Linked DNA regions of Mus musculus: regions 1 and 3 are each linked to region 2. The links are chromatin contacts, called in public promoter capture Hi-C maps. All regions are on one chromosome and are shown on one strand. The core of a region is the stretch at or near the end of the contact, and the rest is flanking DNA. Distances in the headings are between cores, read along the strand shown. Region 1 holds the start of Ears2 (glutamyl-tRNA synthetase 2, mitochondrial). Region 2 holds the start of Arl6ip1 (ADP-ribosylation factor-like 6 interacting protein 1). Region 3 holds the start of Rbbp6 (retinoblastoma binding protein 6, ubiquitin ligase).

Region 1 (2,700 bases), core at 189-2,688, 3.9 Mb before region 2:
GTGTAGGAGATACAGAAAGCCAATAAGCTTTTTACCCGATACATGGAGAAAGCTTTAAGGAAAGTATTTCAAGTAGCAAACCAAAACAAATAAAACGGCCATGTATGAATATTTATAAAGGGCCATTAGGACAGTTGATAACACTGTTTCATGAACTTCCCTTATGAAACTGATCTGTCTGCTGAAAATAAATCCGTGGCTAAATACTGGACCTGTTCAGAATCTCCTGTAAAGTTCATAAATACCGCGCCTAGCAATGACAGTCCAACATTAGTTAGAAGGGTGAGCCTTAATACTCAAGATTCAGGCTTGCATCTCACTCCACCACTTGGTGGTACCACTATCATTCTGGGCCTAATTTTCCCTCTCTGATTACTAATGGACATACAAGTACTGATTTCAGAAAACTGCAGTGAGGATAGCGGGAGTCTAGGCGCAAGAAAATCGCTAACAGTTTAGCACGACGTAAGCATCAAGAGCTAGAAGGTAGGTCGTGGGTAGAAGCAGTCGGGTGTCAGCTCCTCGAATACCTGTAATGGAGTGAATCTTCTGCTTTAGCTCGGACCCCGTGCTGTCCAGAGGGACCTTCACGTCGTGTTTGGTCTTGTTCCAGATTATCTTCAGATCCACCAGCTCCTTGCCCACACCGCCGCCCGCGTCCTCGCCGTTGCTGACCGAGGCCTGGGCCGCAGGGTCCCCAGGGGGCTGGGCCGGGGCCGGCTGCAGGTTGCCTCGCGCGTCGCAGGAGTCCTCCGCCGCTGCCCCTACGGCTGCTTCGGCCTCCACGCAGTTGAGGGGCCGTGCGGGCGCCTCGGTGGCCACAGCCTCGGCCTCCGTGTCCATGCCTGGCTCCTCCATGCCTGCAAAGGGGTTAGGGGGGTGGGTGCTCGCCACGAGCCCGGCCTGCGACGAGAACGGGCCCGGGCACCGTCGTTGCCGCGCCACGCTCCTCCCTCCGGGGCCAGGCCCGGTCCCACGACCCCGGCAGCGTCCGCAAGCTCTTCAGCCGCCGACCGACCGCCTTCCCCGCCACACTCACCATCCGGGGCTCCGGCCGCCGCCATGATGATTGTGTACAACACCCACCACGACCGCAGGGGCCGCCGGGAAGAAGCGAGCTGGCGGAGATTGGCCCCCGCACCAGCCCCTAATTTCACACAGGCTGGCCGGAAACAGGTGGAGGTTTCTATGGAGACCCGCCTCCTCCGCTTCCCGGGCCGGCCCCTGCCACGCTTTAGCATTCCCGCAGCCGGAGGGGGCGGGTCTGGGAGATCGCCTGCTCGCAGCGCTCGGTCCCCGAGCGGCGGCGCATCGCCGCCCTAGTCCAGAGGGGCGTGAGCAGCCCAGATAGGCGGCTTACGCCTTTAAGTGGCAGGGCCGCGCTCGCTGTGGCGAAAGTTGATTGGTTGGAGTGATTTTTTTCCCCCCCGCCGAGCGGAAGTGACGCGCGAAGGAGCCCACGTGTGTGTTTCTAGTCCACATGGCGGCGCCCCTCAAGAGGCTTCTGCTGGCCGAGCCGCACGTGGTGGCCCTCGGGCACCGCGTGGGGCGGCGCGAGGCCAGTCTGGGCCCAGATCCCGGGGCCCCGGTGCGAGTGCGCTTCGCTCCCAGCCCCACAGGTAATCCTAACGGACGTGACGCCGCTCGCCGCAGCCCACCTTCCCGTCCCCGCCCCCGAAAGTTCCAGAAACAGTCCCTTCCGGGGTTGTCTGCGCGACCCCGTTTTAAAGAGACGGAGGTGGAGGGCTAGGATTTGAAGTGATTGAGATTGCTAGAAGTTTCCTTGTTGTATTGTCTCTGTCCTTTCTTATTGCACGCTGTGTGCAGAGCGTATAGACTTTATGCCAAGGCCTATGCGCTATAATGCAGTGGTCATTGAAAAGTCAGGGTTCTGGCTTTGAAGAAACCGACAAATCCTAGAGTCATATGTGTCCATTTTGGCAGTGAAGCGGGATAGGGCGCCCTAGAAGGTATTGCTGAAGAGGTAACATTTGAGTTGAGAACAAGTGTCAAGAAGACCCGCTTGAAGCCTAAGAGGAAACGACATGCACAAAAGCCTGAGTTTGCTGGCAGCTTAGCAAGTCAGAAGAAAACAGAGGCCCATGTATATCTTGCTAGGAATTCTGTGTCTCCTCCCTTCCCACAAATTCCCAACCTTTAGTTCAAGCCACCTTCTACCCTGTTCACACTGAGCAACCGTTCATTCTAGGTCTAGGGTCAGCAGGAAAAGATATTTCTGAGTCTCAGCTGCACAGGAAGAACGCATTACCTCCAGGCAGGCAATGTAGATTGTGGAACTTCGATATGTGGTAGAAGCCCTGGTTCATAGTTAACTGTTGTGAATCTGTTTTTAAGACTGATATAAACGAAACTGCTAGGGAGAAAATGAGTGTCTCAAAACCGAGAGAACAAAATCATCTTTCTTTTTGTTAGTCTCAGTGATGTAAAATAGCTTATCAAATGACTGCAAGTATCTAAGTATCACAGTGTCTGTGTTTACCTATGGTCAACATGAACTGGGATACTCACCTTGTTGGAAGAAGCACTTATGCAGGCATCCAAGGCCTGGCATTTTCTGCATCTATATTTTTGTCTTTGCCAATCCCTAGATGTGTTGCTTTGGCAGAATTATTTGCTCTGTTTATGTCCCAATTTTGTGATTTGTCAAGTAGGGCTAATAATAGTGCCTGTCTGACGGGT
Region 2 (2,700 bases), core at 49-2,548:
CCAAAGTTCTGAGGAAGATTTGTGTTACGAGCTTCATCTTCTGACACATTTCAAAAGGTCACTTTGTGGTAGAAAAAGAGGTGTTTGTAACCTCTGAGCCATTTGGAAGGTTAGTGAGAGCTGGATTGGGACCTGGGACTGGCCTAAACTTAAATTTTACTTTGGGAACACCGACTAAACTAAGCTTTCTGGGGCAGTAGCCAAGTTGCCAAGGAAAAACTTATTACTCTGCCCTCTCTTAGCAAAGTGACTGCTCCTGGTACCACCAAGATGGGCACCTCATTGCTTGGTAGCAGCTGTTTGGGTCCTTTTGTTCTCAATACTGAGGAGAAGGAGGGAATTCCAGGCTTTACAATTTTTGACATGATTTCTGTATCAACCGAAGTCATAATATCCCCCCCCCGCCCCGCCCACACACAATGAGCGTCCTTCCTGGTCAAAACTGTTGTCTGTACCTTCTAGTACTTTCCACAAGTTCTATGACAAATTGTATGCCCCTTTGACAGAGCCACCATAGGCCAGGAAGGGACCAGGCATATTTAGGAGCACTATGTGATCTCTCACATTTCTCTTTAACCTCCAAGGCCTTTAAAGAACCTGGGAATTAAGGAACGAAGTGTTTTTAAAAATAATTTAAAATTAGTTGAAGGTCGTATTTAGCCTGGCTTCCCCATACATCCATTAATCTATCAGTCTGAAGCCCTCCAACATCCGAATTGCTCCTCTACTCATCCATCCCTCCGAATGAAGCGCTCCCCTAGCTACCTGAAGTACTCATAGATTATCAAGTGAAGCACCCCGCAAATGATTCCCCCAAAAACTGGCTGCAAATGAAGCCCTTTAAGAGTTTGTGCATCTTCCATGTTCTCCAAAGGCCAGAGCTGGGGAGAAGGCACAGACAGCGCTCACTTGGGGCAGCCAATACTTCAGTCAGCAGGTGCCACAGCAACCTAAAGCGTCCTTGCCCTTCCAGCCTCCGCATAGGATGCCATTGCGCATCCCCTGCGCAGCTGAGCGGACAGGCGCCTGAGCGGTTTTGATTTCCAGCAGAAGAGCTAGGGACTAGAGAGGCCCCAGGATTTAGGAAGATCTGGGTGAGAGACTAGGTACGGCGGTTGAACCGCTTCCTTCCGCTCCGCCTCTCGAGGGCCACACCCCTGCACTCTGATTGGTCAGAGTCTTTCAGTTTCGCTCTCCTTTGACCTGGATTTCAAGTCATGCGCTAGCTGCCGGTTGGCCCGACTTCCCAGAAGCCGGAGTGCGGTCTACCCAATGAGGAGCGAGTTTCGCGAGGGCTGTCGGGAAAGGCAGCTAGCCTATATAAGCAGACTGCGGGGCGTTCCCCCGCGCTCGGGTTGCCTTGCTGGTGTTGGGGGGATAGTGTGTGTTCGCTCGTTGATAACCGCGAGTCTGGAACGATGGCGGAGGGGGATAACCGCAGCAGCAACCTGCTGGTGAGTTGCGGTGGTCAGTCTGTCCCCGGAGTTTCCGGATGGGCCTCCTGGCCTCGGTGGACTACCAGGGACAGCCAGGCCTTATCTCCACGGTGGAGGTCGCTGCTGGCGATCCCCAACGTCCCCCGGAATCCTGCACCATAAGGCTTGGGCCGTGCGTGAGGAAGTGTGAGAAGGGGGCTGTGGCAAGAAGGAACCTGGGTAACAGGTTGGGGCACTCGGCCGCCAGGGGCCTTGTCTAGCGCTCCGGCTCAGGCCGGAGACCTACCTGTTTTGCCCTTTGATCTTAATCTCATGTTCCGTAGATTATTTTTAATCATGATTCTTTTTCTCCTAAAACTTGGCGCAAGGGTGGAGGGTCAAAGGGCTGCTACAGAGAATTAGTTTATCGCTGACACAGAATTTGTTGGAGCTGGCTGGTTGGAGTTCACCGCAGGAAGCTGAAAACGGGTTCTGCGGAAAGGACAGTGGGGGATCCTGGCACTTGTCTGGGAACTGGCGAGGGACTCACGGGACTGGATGCAACTTTAAAAATGATTTAGCACGGATTTGACGGAGCTACACGAGATGATGGTATTAGAAGAGGGCGCGTTTGCTTCATTACAGGTCTTTGTTTTTGGTTAGGTCTTTGTTTTTGGTTTTTAAGGCTAGGTTTTCGTGTAGCTTGACGAGGCTAGCCTTGTATTTGTCATCCTCCTGTGCTGGGATTACAGTTGCGCATCACCAGGCCCTGCTAGTTTCAAATTTTTAACTGCATCACCCACCTAGGCAAGAACGAAAGATCTTTTTTTTTTTTTTTCTGTATTGTCATTCCCCAGAAAAGGCAGGCCATATCAGAAATGAAAAAAGCAATCAGCTTTTAATGCCTGCCTTTTTAACTGCTAAGTGCCGACAAGATTCTTCGGGACAGTTTTGATTAGTGCAAGATTTTCAGTTTGTATTTGTGTTTAGAGGTGCATTCCCTGTATCCTTAAATTCCCTACACACACACACACACACACACACACACACACAGTACCATACAATAGAGATGCTTACCCTGTACCCTTAAACTCCTCCTACACAATACCAGCAAACAATTCAATAAGAGGATTAATTGCTGTACAAGGAAACTATCATGGGAGAGGGCCTGATCACTACTATTTCCATCATTTTAAGGAGAGCAAGTCCATTAGTCTTGGATTTCCTGGATTTAAATATATTAACCCCTTTATGTCTCAGTCGCCTTATCTTAAAGTAGAGGTTG
Region 3 (2,700 bases), core at 25-2,524, 4.8 Mb before region 2:
TGAAACTTTTCTGAACTGCTTAACAGTTAAGTGTGGTCTAACACCTGCATTCCCCACACTTGGGAAGCTCAAAAGGGGTTGTTGGGGTTGGAGGCCAGTCTGGGCTACAGAATATAACTTTTGAGTAAATATCACTAATTCTGGAATTACACCTCAGAGTGTTCACCTCAGAACATTTTTTTAAATACAAAACCAATTCCAGCACTAACTAAATCCTCAAAAATACCTTTTCTACAAGCAACCCCGTATAAATAAATAAAAGGCCAGTGGACAATTGCTATCAGCTTCAAAACGCTGCTAGATTAGCCAACAAGTTATATCTACTGCTGCTTTAACCAATAGGAAACCTTACACAGGCTTTCCTCTCCTGATGGAAAAACAAGTTAGGGAAAGGCCACAAGGCAAACACCCAACAGACTCAGGTAGCAACCCTTTTCTCTTTTCAACCCAATCCCACTGTTTAAAAAACTTTAATTAAGGAGGAGGTGGGGCCCCATTTTGAAAACCAGCCTGCTAGGTAAGACAGATCCCAGCATTCAGAAGGCCAGTTAAACTCCAAGGTCGGGTGCTGCAATCCTTGGCTATCAATGAAACTCTGTGTATGACAACGGGTAAGAATGGAGTTCAAGCCTGAAACAAGAAACTTAAAATACCAACCTTGACGCCCCCCCCTCCCCCCAATAAATATCTGCGGCCCGTGTGCCTCTTACCTTCTTTCGTCTGTGCGTTGGTGATCTGCAGATCGCTATCGGCAGCTTTCAGCTTTTCTCTCCCCATAATCTGCTTCTTTAAATCGCAGAGGGAGATATGGAGCCCATCAAAAGTGACGGTGTCGTAGTTGAGTTTAGAGGAAAATTTATAGTGCACACAGGACATTGTGGCAAAAGATTCCTAAGGTTCAGCGAGGAGACGTGGACACTCTCAATATATGTATATTTATAAACTTAAGAGCAAAATATGTACACACACAAAACACTCAAAAGACAACGAAGGACCCTAAGGCCTCAGATTAAATACCCCCCCAACCACAAGCGGGGGTCCGTGAGAACAATAATCCGGAACCCCCCGTACTCAGAATCGCTTCATGAGGGAGGAGCAAGACAGGAAAGGGGGCAATCGAGGATCCGCCAACCGGCACAATGTCACCCGGCTGGGTCCCACTCGCTCATGCTAAGGGCCGGCAGGAGACGGGGGCAGGCGGTGCAGTCAGTAGCGGTCAGTCCACACGTTAGAGTCCGAATGACCCCGCGGGGTCAGGGGTCCATAGCGGCCGCACCTCCCGGCTAGTCTCTCTCCGTGGATGGGGGTGACCCAGGCCCCGGGAGAAGGTTGCGGGGAGAGGGCCTAGGCCCGGAGTCCACGAGCGGCCTCTCGCCTCCTCCCGGCTTCCGGACGACCGGCGTCGGCGTCCCCAGGCCCAGGCCCCCACCGCACACACACCCTGGCGCCTGCTCCCCGGAGGCCACGAGCGGCCCGCGGCCTAGGCCGAGATCGCGCGGTCGGCGGAGGAGAGGCCTTCCAGCGGCCGCCCGGTTCGGCTCCGCCTCCCCCCCGCCGCCGCCTGACACAAAGCCGGTGCGGGGCCCAGCTAGGCCGCGAGGCCCTTCCTCACCACCCCGGGCCCCGGAAGGCGGCTTCGTTGGCCCCGGGGACACCACCGAGGCTGCCCGACTCTTCCTCTTGCTGCTCCTCGCGCTGCTCCCGCTCCTGTCGCCTCTGAGCCCACGACCGCGTCGGGAAGCCCGGAAACGGTCGGGCGGCGGCGAGGGCGTCGCTGGATTCCCTCTTTATTATTATTATTTTTTTTTTGTTCTGCCCCCCCAACCCCGGGCGCTCTCCGGCCCGCACCCTGCGCCGACGACACCTCCGCGCCAGGCACTATGGCGGACGCGGCCTGGCTTCGGGCGAGCGCCCCCACTCCGGGGTCTCTTAAGCAGGGACTGCACGGGCGGCGCACGCGAGGCGGGGCTTGGGCGTGCGCCGATAGGCGGGCCGGGGGCGGGGCCGTCTGCGTCACAAAGCGCACCGGCCCGCCCACGTGACCCGGCGCTTTGTGACTTGCGGCGTGGAACCTGAGGCTACGCGGAGAACAGGAGAAACTACGTGGGTCCGCAGAGAGGGGGAGGCGGACCGTCCCACCGGGCGGGTCTGGAAGGGGCGCTTAAGCGGCGGAGGCCCCAAAGTGCGGAGGGGGTGAACCGCGAATTCCACCCACGCACGAGTCTCATCACTGTGATGGCTGCTCACCAACTCCTCTCCTAACAGACTGTATACCCTGAGCTCTTCCAAAGCTGCTGGTGAGAATGGACCATCATCACCACCAGCAGCATCTTAAGAGCTGTGTCCGACTCTTACCTTGTACTAGGCACCGCGTTGACCGCTGATGTTTGCAAATTCTGGAGCCCAGTCTCCTAGGTCGGAAGTAACTCCGTTCTCCCAAAGACGCTGTCAGAGAATAAAGAATTAAATCCATGAGTATATTTCAATATTTAAGACCATGCCTGGCATATCTGTGCCTCAATACAGGGGGCCTAATAAATGTCAAATAAACAACAGCAAAAAAATATCTCCAATTTATAAGATAGAAACCTAAAGCCAACAGCCGTGCATTTTTCGAGTTTTCAAAGAAGGGAATGCTTGCTGGGTTGCAGGGTCCTCATTCCATTTTAAATTACAAAGTCCCTTAGGAGGGTTGGCATT

Evidence for each region. Promoter capture Hi-C pulls out the DNA fragments that hold promoters and counts their contacts.
Region 1: a promoter capture Hi-C map of cranial neural crest shows a contact between it and region 2. The contact joins the promoter of Ears2 here to the promoter of Arl6ip1 in region 2. A contact is called at or near these places in 2 of 39 promoter capture datasets (cranial neural crest and liver).
Region 3: a promoter capture Hi-C map of pre-B cells shows a contact between it and region 2, with 4 times the contacts expected there. The contact joins the promoter of Rbbp6 here to the promoter of Arl6ip1 in region 2. A contact is called at or near these places in 2 of 39 promoter capture datasets (cranial neural crest and pre-B cells).

What each region holds. Positions count from the first base shown.
Region 1 is chr7:122,065,824-122,068,523 of GRCm38.p6, reverse strand. Ears2 (glutamyl-tRNA synthetase 2, mitochondrial) reads left to right here and starts at 1,438. Exons shown (of 9, transcript NM_026140.3): 1 at 1,438-1,619. The coding sequence starts at 1,481. It overlaps Ubfd1 (ubiquitin family domain containing 1), which reads right to left and starts at 1,326. Exons shown (of 7, transcript NM_138589.2): 1 at 1,040-1,326; 2 at 531-860. The coding sequence starts at 1,241.
Region 2 is chr7:118,128,223-118,130,922 of GRCm38.p6, reverse strand. Arl6ip1 (ADP-ribosylation factor-like 6 interacting protein 1) reads left to right here and starts at 1,298. Exons shown (of 6, transcript NM_019419.2): 1 at 1,298-1,454. The coding sequence starts at 1,419.
Region 3 is chr7:122,969,138-122,971,837 of GRCm38.p6, reverse strand. Rbbp6 (retinoblastoma binding protein 6, ubiquitin ligase) reads right to left here and starts at 1,274. Exons shown (of 18, transcript NM_011247.2): 1 at 711-1,274. The coding sequence starts at 876. 4930413G21Rik (RIKEN cDNA 4930413G21 gene) reads left to right here and starts at 1,379. Exons shown (of 1, transcript NR_045614.1): 1 at 1,379-2,700.